Linked DNA regions of Mus musculus: regions 2 and 3 are each linked to region 1. The links are chromatin contacts, called in public Hi-C maps. All regions are on one chromosome and are shown on one strand. Each heading gives the region's core, a stretch centred on a gene start, on an enhancer-like site or on the middle of the called end of the contact. The rest is flanking DNA. Distances are from core to core; before and after follow the strand shown. Region 1 has its middle 21 kb from the start of St3gal5. Region 2 overlaps Atoh8 (atonal bHLH transcription factor 8). Region 3 holds the start of Ptcd3 (pentatricopeptide repeat domain 3).

Evidence for each region. A called contact is a pair of places that touch in the nucleus more often than the background predicts.
Region 2: a Hi-C map of uterus shows a contact between it and region 1, with 4 times the contacts expected there. The contact joins two enhancer-like sites. A contact is called at or near these places in 1 of 484 Hi-C or Micro-C datasets (uterus) and 1 of 9 other capture datasets (embryonic tail).
Region 3: a contact with region 1 is called in a Hi-C map of uterus, with 2.2 times the contacts expected there. The contact joins the promoter of Ptcd3 here to the enhancer-like site in region 1. A contact is called at or near these places in 2 of 484 Hi-C or Micro-C datasets (bone marrow-derived macrophages and uterus), 5 of 115 datasets of contacts at active chromatin or transcription factors (bone marrow-derived dendritic cells, bone marrow-derived macrophages, embryonic limb bud and 2 more) and 2 of 9 other capture datasets (adipose tissue and liver).

What each region holds. Positions count from the first base shown.
Region 1 is chr6:72,075,108-72,078,657 of GRCm38.p6, forward strand. No RefSeq gene overlaps it. Among named protein-coding and RNA genes, the nearest start is that of St3gal5, 21 kb to the right of the region's middle. Within about 2 kb of position 1,419, at least 14 of the 459 cell types and tissues checked have an H3K27ac peak or open chromatin away from gene starts, as enhancers often do. A contact at or near this core is called in uterus, where this site is marked.
Region 2 is chr6:72,215,223-72,218,837 of GRCm38.p6, forward strand. The region is part of intron 2 of Atoh8 (atonal bHLH transcription factor 8); the gene reads right to left. Among named protein-coding and RNA genes, the nearest start is that of Gm52906, 15 kb to the right of the region's middle. RefSeq lists an enhancer at 1-3,606. Within about 2 kb of position 1,714, at least 146 of the 459 cell types and tissues checked have an H3K27ac peak or open chromatin away from gene starts, as enhancers often do. A contact at or near this core is called in uterus, where this site is marked.
Region 3 is chr6:71,907,452-71,910,694 of GRCm38.p6, forward strand. It overlaps Ptcd3 (pentatricopeptide repeat domain 3), which reads right to left and starts at 1,311. Exons shown (of 24, transcript NM_027275.3): 1 at 1,183-1,311; 2 at 343-395; 3 at 202-238. The coding sequence starts at 1,289. It overlaps Polr1a (polymerase (RNA) I polypeptide A), which reads left to right and starts at 1,602. Exons shown (of 34, transcript NM_009088.3): 1 at 1,602-1,788. The coding sequence starts at 1,712.

The sequences.
Region 1 (3,550 bases), core at 169-2,668:
GTAAAATCATAGTTCAGAGTAATGAAGACAGTCAGACTGTCTATAAACGAAGGCGTATGTGTTAGAATGTGTAGAACCTACCCAATTTTCCCTCTGGTCCTAATAGAAGGGATGCTGTGCTTCACGCCTGCCACAGAGAAAGCATGTCTCTGTTTCCTCCTCTTCAAAATCTAGACTAATGAAGTGGGGCACAGGCAGAGACGGAGGTATCCAAGTATCACAACCAACACGGCTCAGATCATCCCCCTGACCCTCGCTCTCCAAGCCCAGGAGTCCTTTCTCCAAAGGATTGTCTCAGTCAATGTTGGGCTCTTTCTTGGACCCTCACATCAAGCCACCCACACGTAGGACAGAGATCTAGATGGCATATTCTAGTTGCTGCCAGTCATTTGGAGATTAGAATGCTTTATGGTGGTTGTTCAACCCTCGCTGCTCGATCCCTCAGAGAGTCCTCCTACCATTCTGGCTTGCCCCATCCCTGGATCAGTATGGCTACCTAGAGAAATTCATGGAGCCAAGTGCAAGGTAAAACTACAGGGTGTTGAAAAATGAATCCAGGGCTGGGAATGTAGGTCAGTTTATACAGTGCTTGCCTGACATGCAGGAAAAAACCCAGGATTCTACACACACACATACACCCCCCCCCAGCCATATGAACCAATCCTGATGGTGCATGGTTGGAATCTCAGCTCTCAGGAGGTGAAGGCAGGAAGATCAGAAGTTCAAGGGCAACCTTAAATATATAGTGAGTTTGAGGCCAGCAAGAGCACACCATTCAGCCAACTGTAGAGTCCTATTGATCACCAGGCCTTTCTAACTCATAGACCCTATGCATGCTGTTCAATCTCAACTGTCAACTTGCCAGAGACCTAGAATTACCTAGGAGATAAGCACCTGGGAATGCCTTTGGAAGATTATCTTGATCTCGTTAATTGAGATAAGAAGACTGACCCACTGTGGGACCAGTCTCTAGGCTGAGATCCTGGGCTGTGTGAAAGGGATAGATTGATCTTTACCCTCCCTCTGCTTCCTTTGATCTGCAAAGTGACCAGCTGCTGCCCAAACTCCCCCACTAATGCAGACTGTAACATGTGACTCAAAATAAACCCTTCCTCCCTTAGTGTGATCTCGTTGGGAGTATTTTAACACAGAACAGCAAAAAGTAAGAAGTTACAGACCATTCAGTCTTCCATTCTAATGACAAAGGTCGTCAAGACCCTGGCCAGCATCCTACTGATTAATAGCAAGTAGCAGAACACTCCTGTATTTATGGGCACAGAGGGGCTGATGTCAGCATCAGTTTGTCTTCAGATGCTGACATTCCACCTCATTTGCTGACATTCACCACAGCATAATTCAGTGTGGGAGGAGGAATACTCACCCCCACAAACTCTGTTGTTTTGCCTTTGGTCCTACCCATGTGGTTATATCCTTGTGGTCCACAAAGGACAACCAGAGTCAGTTTTTGGAAGGAATGGGGCTGGACTCTGTTAGTGGAAACTCTTTCTCAGAATTGTACGAGGCAAAACGATCTTCACAGACTTTATTTTTAGCAGATGTTCTTCACTGGCACAGTGAAACGCACTGTCCGTCAACATTCTAGTAACATAGTAAAGTGTGTATTTATAAAGATGCTCTAATGCGTTGCCATGGAGTAAAGGACCTCTGTTTCCGTGGGATGTCCTTCCGAAATGTGTGCTGATGTCAGCTCCCTTTTTCTGGATAGGACGAGGCAGCAGGGGAGGAGGGAAAGGAAGGGGTAGCTCGCTTCACTTGTGCTGAGTTTTCTTTTGGCTGGGCTCCTTTCTGTGGGAGATTAGAGGAGAAAAGTTGGCCACCAAGGAAGGCCATGGCCTCCCTCATAACCTTCTCAACTATACCAGCTACTTTACTCATTGCTATGACAAAAACCAACATTAAGAAAGGAGGAGTTCATCTTAGCTGATATGTTGAGAGGGTCCAGTCTGGCATGGTGGGAAAGGCAAGGTAGCCTGATACAGATGATCATGTTGGGTCCAGTCTGGAAGCAGAGAGCCAGGAGGGCCATGCTCAGCTCATTTCCCCTCTTCTCCAGCTTTACTCAATGTTGATTCCTAACCTTCATGTTCCCCACACCCAAAGGTGTGTCTCCTCAGCATTCTAAACCAGTCACATTGATAGTGAAGATTAATCACCATACCCTTCCTCCTCGTCCTCCTCCTCCTCTACGTATTTACCATTCTTCAGACCCATGAGTATGAGGGGTTGAGGCAAACACTGCACATGAGAATCCAAGGGAGAGACATAAGTGGATCATAGCAGAGCCTAATTACCATGGTGAACAAAAATGGCTTAAAACCAACTCATCCTTAGCATCAAAAATGGCAGGATTGATGCCACATATAAACAGCAAAAGGATGCTAATGGTTAGGATGCTAATGGTTAGGATGCTGATGGAATGAATCTCAGGATGCTGATGGTTAGGATGCTAGTGGTTAAGATATAGAAGTTAGAGAGCCTACACTAGGCTACCCAGATTCCCAATGTTTAGGCTGTCCATTTGTCCTGATCTCTGTCACTAAATATTTCTTGCTGCAAGAACCAGTTTGGGTGAGGCTGAGCTTTCATCAAAACTCACTGACGTGTCATTCCACATAAGACCGACCAAGCTCTCGGCATGGCCTCGGGCAAAAGACAGGCATGAGAGTAAGCTGAGGCAGCACAAATGGATGGCAACCCTGCCTTTAAACCTCCACTCACTCCCCCATGTACAAGGTCTTAAAGAGATGCTTTGTGGGAAGATCTTACGAGAGAAGACAATGATAGCAGTAGCATTCTGGAACCAAGAAAGAAAGCAAAGGAGGAGACACATGACTGAGCAAAGAACACAAGCCAAACCCCAAGCCACAGGCTCTTCAGAGGTAGAAGAGGGGCTGACCAGATGGTCAGTCAGTAAAGTATTCGCCTTTCAAGTATGAGGACCTGAGTTTAATCCCCACAATGCACGCAAGACATGTGTGCAAGACAGGTGTGGTACCACCTACTCATAGTCTCAGCTCTGGCAAGGTAGAGAAACAGAAGGATCCCTGAAGCTTGCTGGTCAGCCAGCTAGCCTGCTTGGTGACTTCCAGGCCAGTGAAAGACACAACAAAAACTCCAGCTTCCAAACAAGAAACAAAACAATAAAACCAACCAACGAGACTGGTGGTGCCTGAGGATCAACATTGGAATTTGTTCTTTGGTTACCACATGCATGCCTACGTGCACAAACACAGAGAGATAGAAGAGAGAGCCCCAAGGACTTTGGAACGTGGCAGGCAACAGATGGGTAGTTAACGTGGAGACGACTGGGAAGAGGTCTAGATGAGAGGTTAAGTGTGTAGAGGTTACTTTGAACACTTGGTGGGCCATCCATGGAGGACCAGCTGGACTTGTGCTCTCTGGTGCATTTCCTTCCCTTGGATACTGCCTTGTCTCAATTCAACAGAAGTCAGAACTCTACTCTTCGAGTGTGGGCTTGGACCGGAAGACAATGGAATCTAAGTTGCAGAGAGAGATCGAAGAGAAATAT
Region 2 (3,615 bases), core at 464-2,963, 140 kb after region 1:
TTATGATAAAATAAACGTTTGGTCCTGCCCTGTCTGCCCAAGTGTAGGTGGGTGGAAAACAGTGGAAAAGACAGGAAGAAAGGGGTGAGGGATTTGAAGAAAGCACAGAAGAAACGGGACCCAAATGGGAGGCTTGGGAAAAGCAAGCCACTGGCAGTCACTTCATACTGCTAAGTGAGGGGCCTGCTGGCTCTGGGGTCTGAAGGGACAGCAGGAAGGGAGCTAATGACAGAGAAATGCAGGGACCTGAGGAAGGAAAACCCTGTCCCCTGTCCCCTGCCCCAAACCCATCACAGCACTAATACCAGAAGCACACCCTGGCCATCCACTCCGGGGCAGTCTTGACCCCATTCCCTGTCTCAAGGGGTACCAGGAAGACAGGAATCCCTGCTTCTCTCTCTTTTCATCCCAGCTGCTAGTCCTGCCCCAGGATCCCACAGCCCAGGACAGGCCACCTGGTGACTGTTCCCAGAAGGTGCCCAGATTCTGAGCAGACATGTCCCAGAAGCCTTTGGCGACAGTGGCGGCAGCCGGTTCTTTAAAAAGGCCTCACGTCATGCCTCAGTCAGCTGTGGGGGCCCAGGCACTGGGGTGTTTACGGCTACCACTGTTCTCCCAAAAGCTCCTCTGTGCCGCCCCTCTGATGAGCCAATGGATGTGTCTCTGTCTCTTCCCTCCTCTGTCTTCTGCAGGTCTCACCCCAGCCCCTGCAGACACAGTGCTTGCTTCTTCTGGAAGCTGGGGTCAGTCAGGGTAACAGTGGGATGACTTTGCAGCTCAATGCTACTATTTGGTTAGAACTCCAACCATGACAAGTTACCAGGCCACACTTTTGAAGATGACCTCAGCAATTACAGGTCAGGACCTGGCCACACTGATCCAGACACACATCCAGACACACGCACACGTACACAAGGACAAACATCAGAGTATCTTCCTCACTTACCTCTGGACAATATTTCCTTTCTTTTTGAGACAGGGTTTCTCCCTGAACCTTGTCATTTCATTGTCACATGCTGCCACACTCAGTTTTTTATGAGTCTACTGGGGTGGGAACGCTGGTCCTCACCTTTTCATAGCAAGCCCTTTACCCATTGAACCATCTCCTTAGCTACTGTCCTCCCATTAGACTCCCTGACCCTCTTGCTTGCCTGTCTCTTCCAGCCCAGAGGAAAACAGTCCACTATTCCCCGGATTAACAGCTTTGAGCTTTAAAAAAAAAGTTGTCAATATCCTAAGAACTAATTAGGTGGCCTTCAGGTACTCCAAAGAAGTAAGAAATGACACCTGGTGTCAGAAGAGGAAGAAACAACACTGAAAGCAAACAAGGGGGTGGCGGGGGGGGGGGGGTGGATAAAAACCAGAGATAAAAAGTCAAGAGCAAACAGCGGCGCCTGAGAAACACGAACTGCAGCCGCCAAGTTTTACGGCATCCAGCCCTGTTATTCATAAGCGAGTTTCCTCTCTCACAAAGAACCTTTTGCACGGTTTTCGCTGTTGCCTCCAAACCAGCTGCTCGCGCTGTTGTATCCTGAGTGATGATGAGGTTCTGAAAGGGCTTTCTGGGAACAGATGGCCAGGGGAGAGCTGGGGAATGTGCCAGCGGAGGGCTGGGCGAGCTGCCAAGGCCTGCGGTGACTGAGTTCTTGGGCTTCCAGCTCGCGTGCTTTCCCTGCCCTCTGCCCTCCGTGGCGCCAGCAGGCCTTCCCAGCGAGCGCTCGGAACATCTGGAGTCTGGGGTTGCCAGGAGGGGGGGCGGGCGGCCTGGGGGGGGGGACCCGCTGTTCCTGCGGAGCTCCCATAGACTTGCAGGCAGGCAGGCCTCTCCCAGCAGCTAATCAAAACCACAGCACCGAATGGGAACCAGGCGGCGCTCCCAGCTGCAGCCGGAGGCCGCCAGGCGACTTAACCCGGTGTCAGGCCTCACTGGCGGCGCAGCCCTGGGGGTACTCGAAGCTGATGACACCCCCTCCCCCGCCCCGAATCCAGGCCCACCCCACTCCTTGCCACCACCAGCGGGCTATTGGCTCCCTGCAGCTAAATGGAACCTCCACGTGCTGCAGATGCCTATTTACATAAGGGTTCCAAGTGGGTATAGCACAGGACATAGCCATAGCGTGCTGGCTGGGGGGTGGGGGTGGGGGGGCACTCCTGGGCAATCTTCAGGGGAAAAGAGGTTGTGGGTTTTCAACCAAAGAAAGGGAAACCTAGTTCCTAGCCCTAAGGCACATGGCTTTCTCTTGGCCTCAGTTTCCCTTCTGTGCAATGGGGGCCAGGGGGCACTGCTTCCGACTCCAGGAGTATTACTGACAAGGAGTAGAGATGGTAGATACAGTGCTTGGTGCACAGTATACCTCACCATATGGATGGTGTCTGTTGATGGCGGTCTGTTTATTGGCATTCTTTTGAGCCAAATGTTGCCTAGATTTCTTGATATAGATCCACGTCTTTTGAAATCGGGGATTTATGGACTGGCTGCTTGCTGGCCTCACTTTAAAGGGCAGGATCAGCGCTTCAGATTCAAGTGCTAGAGATTCGAGAATCCCTAACCTGAAAGATCCCCATCTGTCCACCCTGGGTACCTTCCCTGTCTTGAGATGTTCCTTCCCAGGACTAAATATGAACTTGTCATTTTGTGGCTGTACATTCAGAGATTCCCTTTCTGAGAAAAGGGCAACCCCTTCTGACACAGGGTTTTGTTTAATCTCCTCAGCAAGGCAGAAAGGAAGGTATGATGTTCCTGCTTTATGGGGGGAGAGTCCTGGGGACCAAAGAGGTTAAGTAACAAATCCAGGGTCACCAAGAAGAAGTACGAATGCCAGGATTTAACACCTTGTCCCGTCCCAACATCCTGTTTTGTTTACTTCACAATTAAGCATGCCAGAGAAGGCAACACCCATGAGAGGTGTAGAGCTCTCGGGGGGGGGGGGGTGTTTCACCCCAACTCTACACAGCCACCCTTCTGAACCATCCACATCCTAAGCACAGTGAGTTCTTGCAACAGAGATGGGTCTCATGTCTGAGCATGCAGGGCAGTTGCTTTTTTTTTCTCGCTCAAGGCTCTGAGTCTCTCTCTCTCTATTCACACCCAGCACTACAGGGTGAAAGGCAGAGTTCTGATCCACAGAGCTGGGGTAGCAGCACCCCAGCCTCTACCCGACCTCAGACCACCCAAGTAACATCACAGGCCACTGCAAGGAAAGCCGGCCAGAGCTCACCTGGGAGGCTTCCCAGCTAATGATCCCTCCAAGCCAGGCCTTGCCAGACTTGTGGCCTAACGGTGTCAAATGTGAGAGAAGAAACAGCAGCTGAGAGGAGGCTCCATGTTGGAACAGCTGGCGACAAACATCTATGTAATTGGAATGCCAGAAAAAATAAATTGCATCCATTTTTATGACTGGAAGGGAATTGGGTGGTACTTTCCCACCCACCTCCCCCACCCCCTTTCCCCAGCATAGATGGACTCAACAGACTTTGAGAGCAAATGGCATTTAACTCAATGACTTAGCCTAGAGGATCTGGACTTGAGAGCTCGCTGGCCTGCCTGAGTTCCATGTGGGTAGTAATCAGTGCCTTACAGAGGGGGACAGCCAGGCACAGCAGTAGTGACCACTC
Region 3 (3,243 bases), core at 61-2,560, 170 kb before region 1:
AGCCACTCCAAATGAAACAAAAGTACACCTAATAGTTCACTTATAAATTAAATGTATAGTTTACACATAAAATTATATAACAAGACTTAAAAAATAACAGCTAACATGGTATTTGTCTATGTGCTAGGCACTATTTAAATCCTTATGTTTTATTTACAGTAAATACCCAATCACCTGGTAAGTGAATAGCAAAATACTCACCATGTTTTCTTTTTTGGAATGACTATTTCTTCAATCCCTTATGTAGAAAAAAAAATAAAAATAAACAATTTTCTAACAACACAAAGAAATACAATGTCTTTTCATTTTTAAAAACTTCTATTTCCATAGTTTTAAAAATACCTGTTATATCTGATCCTTCAACCTTTGGGAGGGATTCAGTTCCAGCATAAAATCTGCATTAAAAACAAAACAACAAAAATCCCACTGTTAGCACTGCTCCCTGATGGCCTCAGCTCAGCTCCTACCGCTAGCTCTGCTGACTCAGCTCCACCCGCATGCACACATTCTGAGCCACATTTATAGAGGCATTTAGATGTAGTGTAAACTTGTAACCCAGTTTTATTTATTTTTTTGTATTGGTCCAAAGACATCGTATGAGCTAATTATCCACTCTACAACTGACTTAAAACCACCTCCTATTTCCACCAGGCCACTGCATGAAGGATGTACAAAGAAATTACATAAGTATTTGCAACACCACCAGATGGAAAGAATGGGGTCAGACGTTTTAAGGCTTTCTGCTTTTACTAAAGTCTTAGCTTATTCTTAGCTGAAGGTTCTCATAACGTTCAGTCCATACTGGTAATATTAGCCTGCCCTTTATTTGTGAAAGATCTGTTACTTTGCCCTTTCTTTTTTGCAGGGTTAAAATGAATAAGGGGGGGGGGTGATAAAGAAATTTGTGTAGGGGCTTGTAGCGGCACTCACGGAAATGTAAACTTCACGAGAACAGGGCCCTAGTTTAAAGGGTAATTTTGGCTATACATAGTATTGCAACCAACCAATAAAAATTTTCCGAAAGAATTCCCGAACTCGCAGATCTAAAGATCACTAAATACGACGCTACCTCGTGTTACCCTTGAGAGGGCCGGGCCTCGACCATACAAATGCCTTTGCATCTTACCTACTTTCACGACTCTCAGGGAAATGCAAGACCAAAATGACTCTGGGTCTTCTTACCTGCAACAGACCTTCGGTTCACACACACCCGTCCCCCGAGTGGTCTGCAGCAAGACAAGCCCGCTGCGAAAGGACAGGCGGCGAGCTGCAACCGCCGCCGCCGCCATCTTTGGACTCTTCGCGGAGCACGTCGGGAACGACCTCCGCCTCCAGGGTCGAGGGGCGGGGCTGGCGTGGAACGTCTCATCTCCAAACGGGTGGTCACAAGGTCCTGTTTGGCTAGACTAGCAGCGGAACGCTCAGTACACATCGTTCACCTCGAATAAACTTACTTGAAATGCTGTTCTAAAGTCTCCTGTGTAATTTTGCTTTTAAACTGAAGGAGGGTTTTGAGACAGTTTTCTTCCACTCCTTACCCACCCCGAAAGCAAAAATGAACTCGTCCAAGCCAATTTGCCAAGCCGCGGTTCTCGCACGCAAGCGCAGTGGAAAAACACATGGTGGCTCTGCGCTACAAGACTCAAGTGGCGTTCTCTGCGGCTGACTGGAACTTCTCTCGTAGTGACGGACCTCAAAACTGACTCGGAAGATGCTGGCCTCCAAGCACACACCATGGAGGCGGCTTCAGGGCATTTCCTTCGGAATGTATTCGGCCGAAGAGCTCAAGTAAGGAGTTAGTGGGATGCGTGTAGAACAGGGTTGTGGAAGTTGGAGCTGGGAACTACGATTCCCAGAAGGCTTTGAGCCGAGCCAGTCCGGGGGCGGCGGGGTCGGGGTGGGGGGTGGGGGGCTGGCTGCCTAGTGCTTGCTTGCTGGTAATGGGAAGGAATGCGCTTGCTGCATTTTCATCTGTTCATCTTCCTCATTAATCAACTAGTTTTATGTCATTTATAATCACATTACATCACACGCTTATCAACTTCCTAATTAGTCTCCTCTGGTCCAAGCGATGATGAACTTTTAAATCTTGGATCAAGACCCTGGCTATGAAGTCCTGGGGACTCTTCTCTAATGCTTTTTGATCACGATAGCATACACGCTTCTTAGACTCCCATTAATAACTCAACATGCATTAAAAACTCCCAGCATTGCCGGGCAGTGGTGGCGCACGCCTTTAATCCCAGCACTTGGGAGGCAGAGGCAGGCGAATTTCTGAGTTCGAGGCCAGCCTGGTCTACAGAGTGAGTTCCAGGACAGCCAGGACTACACAGAGAAACCCTGTCTTGAAAAAACAAACAAAACAAAACAAACCCTCCCAGCATTCAGGAGACAGAGGCAGGAGGATCTCTGTGGGTTCGAGGCCAATCTGGTCTTACAGAGTCAGTTCCAGAGCTTCGTGGACACAGAAAACCCGTCTCGAAAAATAAAAAAACAAACAAACAAAAAGGTAGACCACACTGGTAACATCAGCACTACCCCCTCTAGGACACATCTTGCCATTGCAATCTCCATATGTAATCAGTCAGTCTTCATTTCCCTGCCCCTGCCGCATGGTAACCACCTGTCTACTTTCTATTTCAGTTATTCTGACTGTTCAGGCCCCTATTCAAGTAAAAGGAGTCAGTCAGCCCCGACTTCTTGTAACTGGCCAATGCATTTAGCATACTGTCCTCAAAATTATAGATAAATAGATCAGAACTTCCTTCCTTTTTAGGGTTAAGTAAATAGAACATGATATAGATAGATAGATAGATAGATAGATAGATAAATAGATCAGAACTTCCTTCCTTTTTAGGGTTAAGTAAATAGAACATGATATAGATAGATAGATAGATAGATAGATAGATAGATGTGTGTGTGTGTGCGCGCGCGCGTACATGCCGATTCATCAGCTCATCTGCTGATGGACATTTGGGCTATTTCCAATTTTTGGCAATTGTGAATGAGGCTTCTATTAAAGTGTGTACACACCCAGACTCAGAATTCCTGGTTTAGACATTAATGCCATTTTTAACCTTTTGAGGAAGTTAATTCAGTTTTTCATAATTTCAGCACCATCGTATGTTCCCATCAATCATACATAAAGACTCCCTCTTCTCCAAGTCCTTTCTAGCTGTGTGTTTGGTTTGTGTGTTTGTTTTGATCATACACTGATGGGTTATGGTATCTCACTGTGGTTTT